Linked DNA regions of Ovis aries: region 2 is linked to region 1. A link is a contact called in public Hi-C data. All regions are on one chromosome and are shown on one strand. Each heading gives the region's core, a stretch centred on a gene start, on an enhancer-like site or on the middle of the called end of the contact. The rest is flanking DNA. Distances are from core to core; before and after follow the strand shown. Region 1 overlaps NAV2 (neuron navigator 2). Region 2 overlaps NAV2 (neuron navigator 2).

Region 1 (4,046 bases), core at 639-3,138:
CACAGGGTATCTGAAGAGGAACATGGGTAGGGAAATACTTTATCCAGTCCTTGCAGAAGAAAAGGAAGATTCTTCTGTGCTTATCAGTGCTCCAAGCAGACACACCTGGGAGATGGCCATTCGGTCCATGGTGGGGGCATTTGTGCTGTGCCCTTTGGGGACACCCCGCTATGAACAAAGTGCTGCGGGAAGTGCTGGGCGGGATGACTGCCCACAAGCATTGAGGAACAATAAAACTTATTTACAAATTCATTAAAGCAAACTGTACTAATTGTTGGTGGCTCTTGACAATTGGAGGGTATTTTCTCAAAAGAAATATGGTACATGGTGATCCATGTCCAGGGAACATCACGAGCAGAGGCGTGGAGATCGGAAAACACAGGAGACTCAGGGAAAGAGACATACTGATGTTCGAAAGATGCAGAAGAAAGAAGGTCATGCCAGGAGAACTGAACCACGGCAATCTTTGCTTTGGTAGCTCAGTCAGTGATGTTAATAAACATTTATTGAGTACCTACTGTATATCCAGGACAGGTTAAAAGCACATTATATCAGCTTCTCTGATGCTCACAATAAGCCTGTGAGGGAGATACTGTTTCTGTCATTGGAATCATGTTTGCAGAGCAGGAAACTGATGCAAAGAGCTCAGGGTCACCTTCAAGGTCATCTACCTAGGAAACCCAGGTGTCTGACTTCAGAGCCGACACCCCTGACCTTTGTCCCTTGCTGTTCCCAGTAGCAGCCAGCAGGGATGTGACACGTTGGCAAGAGGCGAAGACAGTGATTTGGATCCACAATAGCGCCATTTTCAAAGACTGGAGTCAGGACCCTTTCCAGAATGGCTTCAGACCCCTTGAACTTTAGCCCACCAAGTTCCTGGGTCCATGGGATCTTCCTGGCAAAAATACTGGAGTGGGTAGCCATTCCTTTCTCCAGGGGATCTTCCCAACTGAGGGATTGAGACCACTTCTCCCGCATGGCAGGCGGATTCTTTACCATCTGAGCCACCAGGGAAGCCTAAGCATGCTGGAGAGGGCGGCCTATCCCTCCTCCAGCGGATCTTCCCAACCCAGGAATCGAACCGGAGTCTGCTGCGTTGCAGGTGGATCCTTCACCAGCTGAGCTCCCAGGGAATCTGAATGGCCTCAGCCTCCCCTAACAGTTTGGCTTCTACTTAGCCCTCCCAAGGCCCTTATACTCCAGTCCAGCCAAACCCTTTTGGAAGAACATGAGCTGGGGAGTTACATGGGCTTAGGGCAGACTCTGGATTACCACTGCCTGCCTCTGGTGATTCTAGGCAAGTTACTTTACCTCCTCTAGCCTCATTTCCCTCATCCGTAAAACATAGGTGATAATAGCTCCTGCCCTCCCGGCCTGTCGTGAGAATTGAAGGAGGTAAGTACAAGGCATTTAACACAGGGTCTGGCCCATAGTTGGTACCCAATAAACAGCTGCTTTGAAGACAGAATTAATTTCACATGTGGTCACCGCCTAGGTCCAGGACTGGCAAGGGTGTGTGTGTGCTTTGCAGCGTGGACTCACAGACTCTGTGCTGCCCTCCACCTGGGATGCTCCAGGTGGGACCTGGCGGCTAACAGCGGATGCGTTCTTGTTCTGCCCAATGCCTGTATCCTGGGGCACGGGTGCCAGGAAGGTTTCCGGAGCTGGTTCTCCTCCACTGGGGCCTGGCCTGGTGTCAGTCCTGCCTGTCTCTAGATAGTGGGAGTAATGATACTTCAGTCCTGGTGTCCAGACAGCAGAGAATCAAGAGGCACCAGTGCCCTGATCCAGACAAATTCACCACGGGCAGGCCACACCCCTGCCCTGATCCAGACCAGTTTCCCCACGGGCAGCCCAAGAGCCCTAGTTCCCCACCAGGGCGTGGGAAGCCGTGGCTGCTATTGCCATCTGGTGGTAGTTTGCGTTAATGCAGGTGTTGAGACCAACAATACCATATAGGCAACAGCAAGCAAAGCAAAGTCGCTTAGTAGTGTCCGACTCTTTGCGACCCCGTGGACTGTAACCCACCAGGCTCCTCCGTCCATGGGGTTCTCCAGGCAAGAATACTGGAGTGGATTGCCATTTCCTTCTCCAGGAGATCTTCACAACCCAGGGATTGAACCCAGGTCTCCCGCATTGCAGGCAGATGCTTTTAACCTCTGAGCCACCAGGGAACAGAGCTCCTAGCATTCTAGGGAGTGAAGGTCCGCTTCAGCGTGCTCATAGTACTGGGGGCAAAACTGAGACCCAGAGAGGGAAAACAGGAGAAGGTTAGGAGAAACAGCACACTGAGAGGAGTCCTGTGGCCTGGTTCAAATTCCACTCCCCTCATTGGGATTTCAGACCCATGACTGAACTTCTGTGAGTCTGTGTCTTATCTAAGATGTAGTGAAAACCCTTCCCTTCATCTGCTCACAAAACCATGAGGCTCCGAAGAAAGGCTTTATAAACTGCAGAGGGTTCTGTAAGTGGGAGAGGTAGTGGTTATGAGGTTGCAGCAGCAAAGAGAGGTCGGTGCTTCTGAACTTGCGTGTCTTCCCCCAGTTGGAGTCTCCCCGTATACACACCCCGCTCCAGAGCTCTTTCTCCCCTTACCCTCTCTTGACACAGAGATCAAATGCTCTCTCTTACTGCTTTATTGCAGGCTATCCAATGGCTATTGATGCTACACAGTTGATTGGCTATGGCCCTCCTGGTGAACATTTCGGCTTGTTCTTTTTAAAAAACAACAAACCATCTTAAACAGTGTGCTCATTATACCTTTATTTTTGCACGGTTGCACAGGAAGAACTGTAAGATGGATTCCGAAAGCAGGATTGCTGGGTCAGAGTACATACTGTTTAGATTCTTGCTAAATTTGTATTGCCAGATGGCTCTCCGGAAAGTTTGTGCCAGGTTATACTCCCACCAATAGTGGGAGGAGAGAGTATCTCCACCTGGAGAATGAGTCCAGGGATCAGGCTGGACAGCAGCTTAGAAGACATGATTCCAGAGGCAGCCAAGAACTCTCCTCCCTGCCCCCACTCAGGACTCTCCCCTTCTGTCCAGCCATGGTGTCAGGAATTCCCACTCATTCCTTGACCTGGGCATTGTCTCTGGAAGATTTCGAGGTCTAGGAACAGACATCAGGCCCAGAGGAACAAGTCTGGGCTCTGGAAAAGGTAAGACGGGAAGCCCATTTGCATTTGTTAGCAGCTTGGTTGGGGCTGTGTTATGACTCGAAGGGGCTCTCAGCACTCTTGCCTTTGTGGACCCTTCCTCCATCAAAAAGAGATATTAAAAAAGTGGACTTTAGGACCTCACTGGTATAAAACAAGTATAATCCAGGCAAGATTGTATGCATTTTTTTCTTCTGATTGCAAAATATATATATATATATATATATATATATATATATATATATACTTCCGTGGTCCTAAGCACGATGCCTGCTGGGTAAGTTGGCCCTGGAAGAGCCCCCAAGTGAGTCCTCCACACACCTGCTTCGCTCTTGTTGTCCTTCTCCCTGACCCTGGCTTTTGACACTGGAAAGGTATGAAACTCAGGCCATCTGAATACAGCTGACCATCACATAAAGCACCAGGGTACTTTTGTGCAAACACTAAGAACAGTGGAAATTTGCAGTTCCCAGAGTGTTTTCACCAACATGGTCATCCTAAAATATTATGCCCATTTTACAGATGAAGAAATAGAGACATTGACACAGAAAGAAGAGAAATGACTTGTCTAAAACCTATGTCCAGGGAATTCCCTGGTGGTCCAGTGGCTAAGACTCTGAGCTCCCAGTGCAGGGGGCCCAGGTTCGATCCCTGGTCAGGGAGCTAGATCCCACATGCTACAACTAAGACCCAGAGCAGCCAAATAAATAAATAAAAATTAAAAATAAAATAAAATAAAATAAAACCTATGTCCAGTAGAAATAGAACTGTAGAGTCGGCTGCTCCCAGCTCCCTTTAAGCACTCCTGTAGGGCCAGCTCTGCTGCCAGCTTCAGTCCAGATCTCACGATACGCTCTGGTTCTCTGAACATAGGCAAGAGCGCGACTC
Region 2 (4,046 bases), core at 398-2,897, 170 kb before region 1:
ACAACCAGAAATTAAAACAACCACATTGGTTGATTTTTGAGCCCGTAGATGGGACACAGCCCAGTGTCCTGCAGTGTATCTTGAAGCAGGATCCATGGAGCAGCTACTCAGAATTCACCAACTGCAGTTGTTAAAATGCAGATTCCTGGGTCTTGCACAAGGCCTGATGAATCCAGATCTATGGGAGCCGGGCCCTAGAACCTGCCTTTTGACATTCATTCTAGGTAATTTGCATGCACCCTGACATTGGAGGACCATCACAACAATGGAACACAGGCCTTGGAGTCAGGTTTCCCTGGGTCGGAACCCCAGCTCTGCCAGTTACCCAATATATGACCTCAGCATGCCTGAGCATTGGATTTCTCATCTGTAACATGGGGAGACCAATAATAATAATAATAGTAATAATAATAATAACAACTCCCTCACAGGGGTACTGAGAGAGAGGTAAAGTGCTTGCTTGTGTGTGTGTGTGCACGCGCTCAGTTGCTCAGTCATGTCCAACTTTTGGGGATCCCCATGGACTGTAGCCCGCTGGGCTCCTCTGTCCACGGAATTCTCCAGGCAAGAAGACTGGAGTGGTTGCCATTCCCTTCTACAGGGGATCTTCCCAACACAGGGATCAAACCTGAGTCTCCTGCATTGCAAGCAGATTCTTTACCGTCTAAGCCACCAGGGAAGCCCCTGGGAAGGCCCCAAAGCACTTCACATCTGCTGAATATTAGCAGCTACTCTGATATCATTCTTTGGAGACAGCATCGGTTTTCAGCCGTTCCCTTGGCCCGTACTCGTCCGGGAAGTTCGGGGAGTAGATGACACACTGGGGTTGCGGTCCACTTCCCCTGGCGGGAACCCACAGACACTGTGGGCGGGGCCGGCGGTCAGAACCCTGAGGCCTGCGGGCTCCTCCTTCACGGCGGCGGGACTCCCCGCCCCTTCCCAGCCAGGCCTGGATCCCGCCGGACCCTCTTCCATCCCAAGTTCAGCCCTATTAGTTCCCTCCTCCGGCTCTGTCCAACCCGTTCTAATCAAACCATTAGCCCCCTCCTCTAGGCTTCCCTGGTGGCTCAGATGGTAAATAATCTGCCTGCAGTGCAGGAGACTGGGTTCGATCCCTAGTTCAGGAAGATCTGGAGAAGGGAATGGCAACGCACTCCAGTATTCTTGCCTGGAGAATCCAAGAGGAGCCTGGCGGGCTATAGTCCATGGGTCGCAAGGAGTCAAACACGACTGAGTGACTAACAACAGCAACATTGGAGGCCATATGGGGGCTCTCGGGGTCCGGAGAGCCCTGAGAGGTCCAGGCTCTGACCTGCCCCGCCGCCCTCCCAGGGGTGTGTAAAGAAAGAAAGTGAAGTCGCTCAGTCGTGTCCAACTCTTTGCAACCCCATAACCTGTAGCCCACCAGGCTCCTCCATCCATGGGATTCTCCAGACGAGAGTACTGGAGTAGGTTGCCATTTCCTTCTCCAGGGGATCTTCCCGACCCAGGGATCGAACCCTGGCGTCCCGCATTGAAGGCAGAAGCTTTACCCTCTGAACCACCAGGGAAGCCCAAGGGGGTTGTGCTGCTGCAGAAAGGCGGGCCCACCCACTGAGCCGGGTCCCGGCGGGTGCAGGGACAGCGGCCACCTGCAGAGGGAGCCATGCACACATTTCAGAGCACAGTCCGCGGGGCTCCTCGAGGGTGGGGGGAGCTCTCTACTGGGAACCGGCTGGGGCTTGGGATCAGCGTTTGTTCTCGAATCTTCCTTCTACTGTGGAGAGGACTGTCTGGGGATGTCCACAAGCCAGGGTGCTGCTTTTCCTCTTGTTGCTGGAAAACCGAGGGCCTGAGCTGGCTTGATGCCCGAGGCCTCAGAAGGTGCCTCGTTAGCCGTTGGTTTTATTTCCGCCACCCAGCCTGGCCCTGGCAGGCCCTCAGCAGAAGGCCGCCTGTGGTGCCTTTCTGAGGAGACTGGGCCGGCGGGACCTGAGCCTCCTGCGCCTTTTCCATCTGAAGGAGCAGAGCTGTGTGAGGAGGCTCCCTCGGCCAGCTTTCCTCCCCTCGGAGTCGGGGTGAGGTGCTCGGACCTGCCCTCCGCTCCTGGCCTAAGAGTCCGTTCCCTGGCCGCCATCCTCTGTGAGCTGAGGGCTGAGGAAGCCCACCGCCACTGCTCGAGCACCTGCTCTGTGCTTCTCTGTAGCTCTCGAGCTTTCTACTGAGGTGAAATTGAGGCTCAGAGAGGTCAGGTGACTTCCCTAGAGTCACACAGCTAGTGAGCAAAGAGAACAGCGCCACCAGCCACCCACTGAGGGCCTAGAACATTGCCAGGTTTGATGGCCGTGGTATCACATATGCTCAGTCCTACAGCAATCACATCTAGAAATCTCAGTGTCTGACCCTAAAGCCCACTCCTTCCCCTCAAAACCTGTGGACTACTCTCCTATTTTCCCAGTCTTTCAAATTATTAAAATTCCCGTTTGTCCCCAAAGTTCTCTCTTCTCTCTTAATCCCAGAGTACTTTGGTAAGGACTACATAGTGGGTTAATCATATTTCCAGTTTTAGATTTGCTTGAAATTCCTAGTCTTGAAAATACCAATTCCTTGCTGAATTCCTCCTAGAAGCACAGGAGTCAGAATATCTCTTTGCTGGAGGAGCCCAGTCCCCTGCACATTGCCTTCACAGCTATCTGGCAAGGGCTCACATTTGATTTATTTTCACTGTAGTGAGAAACTGACAACCCTCCATTTTATCACAGAAATTAATGCCGGTAAAATGACTGCCTCAGTCCACTCGCTGCTTTGACACCACCATTAAAATAAACCACGTCATTAAAATAAACCACGTCTGTGTGCAAACACGCATGCCTTTGTGCAGACTTTATGAGATGTGCTTTTCAGAGGTGCTGTAGTGCAATGTACATGACACCAACGTGAAGATGTTTCCTTCTTCCTCCCGGCTGACTCTCTTATCCACCAGCAAAATGCCAGCTGTGGCCAGATGTCTAACGGCAGCTGGAGGAAAAGAACTTGGGGCTTCAAGTTTCCTCTTTGGAAGCGCTGGGCTTGCTCCAGATCACAGTGAATTCTGGGGTGGGTGGTCCATGAATGCTGCTTCCAGAAATATGTGGACACCAGGCTGCATCCCCATCTAAGGGCTCACCACGGTGGTCGTTTTCATTTACAGTTGTTACAGGAAGGAGAATGGACCCTGGTCCTGCAAAGATCCCTCTGAATCAAGAGGGCACCATGGCTGAATTCTGCCAGAAGCCTCAGGTTTATCTGCAAACTTGATTCAGTGAACACCATTTGGCTCAGTCATGAGATTCTTCCTATCACTAGGGCAGCCACTTCTGGGCCTGGACGACAGGGAGCCCAGGCAACTTGTGGCAAATGGCCAAGTCTGGATATTGCCTGGGGTTGAGGTATTTCTGAGCTGCTGGTCTTATAGGAAGTTCATGTGGCGGACAGGAAGAAGAGCAGGAGAAAGAATCTACACACACTGAGCACCCAGGCATTATCCTGGGTTCCTACCATCTGTACAGTCACATTGTGAAGATATAAACTCCATCTAGTCAAGGAAGAGAAGCAAGGTAACTGGGTCCCTGGTCACCCAAGTAGCACAGAAAGGTTCTGGGAGCAAACCCAGGTAGGTCCAGCTCAGATCCATGCATTTTCACACTCATCTCCGAGAGCAAATTTCACAGGTATCACAGAGGTGCCTTTATTTGTTTTATTTGGGGTCCACACTTTCTGCTACTGTCATTGCTCCAGGCAGTGAGAACACCGTCCTGGCGAGGGAACTCCACATCAGACCAGAGACTGGACAACGGAAGGTTGTTTCTGTAATATTTATCCCTGCAAAGTAAATATTTCTGTCTTTGTCGTAGTCCAGAACGTCCCCGTCGACAACTTCATAGATACTTCTTTTTCTCCTCTCTTGAACATTGGGTCATTGCCGGGAACAGGATGGCCAAGCACAACTGGTTTTTTTCACTTTTGACTGTTGATGTCTCTCAGTCAAAGAAAGGCGGGCTGGTGATCTGCTGGGGTGGGCTGGGACC

The links. Hi-C and Micro-C count contacts between places; a contact is called where the count stands out from the background.
Region 2: a Hi-C map of muscle shows a contact between it and region 1, with 14 times the contacts expected there. The contact joins two enhancer-like sites. A contact is called at or near these places in 13 of 16 Hi-C or Micro-C datasets (blood, hypothalamus, liver and 7 more).

The regions. Positions count from the first base shown.
Region 1 is chr21:22,735,908-22,739,953 of ARS-UI_Ramb_v3.0, reverse strand. The region is part of intron 2 of NAV2 (neuron navigator 2); the gene reads left to right. Among named protein-coding and RNA genes, the nearest start is that of NAV2, 410 kb to the left of the region's middle. Within about 2 kb of position 1,888, at least 8 of the 54 cell types and tissues checked have an H3K27ac peak or open chromatin away from gene starts, as enhancers often do.
Region 2 is chr21:22,903,767-22,907,812 of ARS-UI_Ramb_v3.0, reverse strand. All of the region lies in intron 2 of NAV2 (neuron navigator 2), which reads left to right. Among named protein-coding and RNA genes, the nearest start is that of NAV2, 240 kb to the left of the region's middle. Within about 2 kb of position 1,647, at least 9 of the 54 cell types and tissues checked have an H3K27ac peak or open chromatin away from gene starts, as enhancers often do.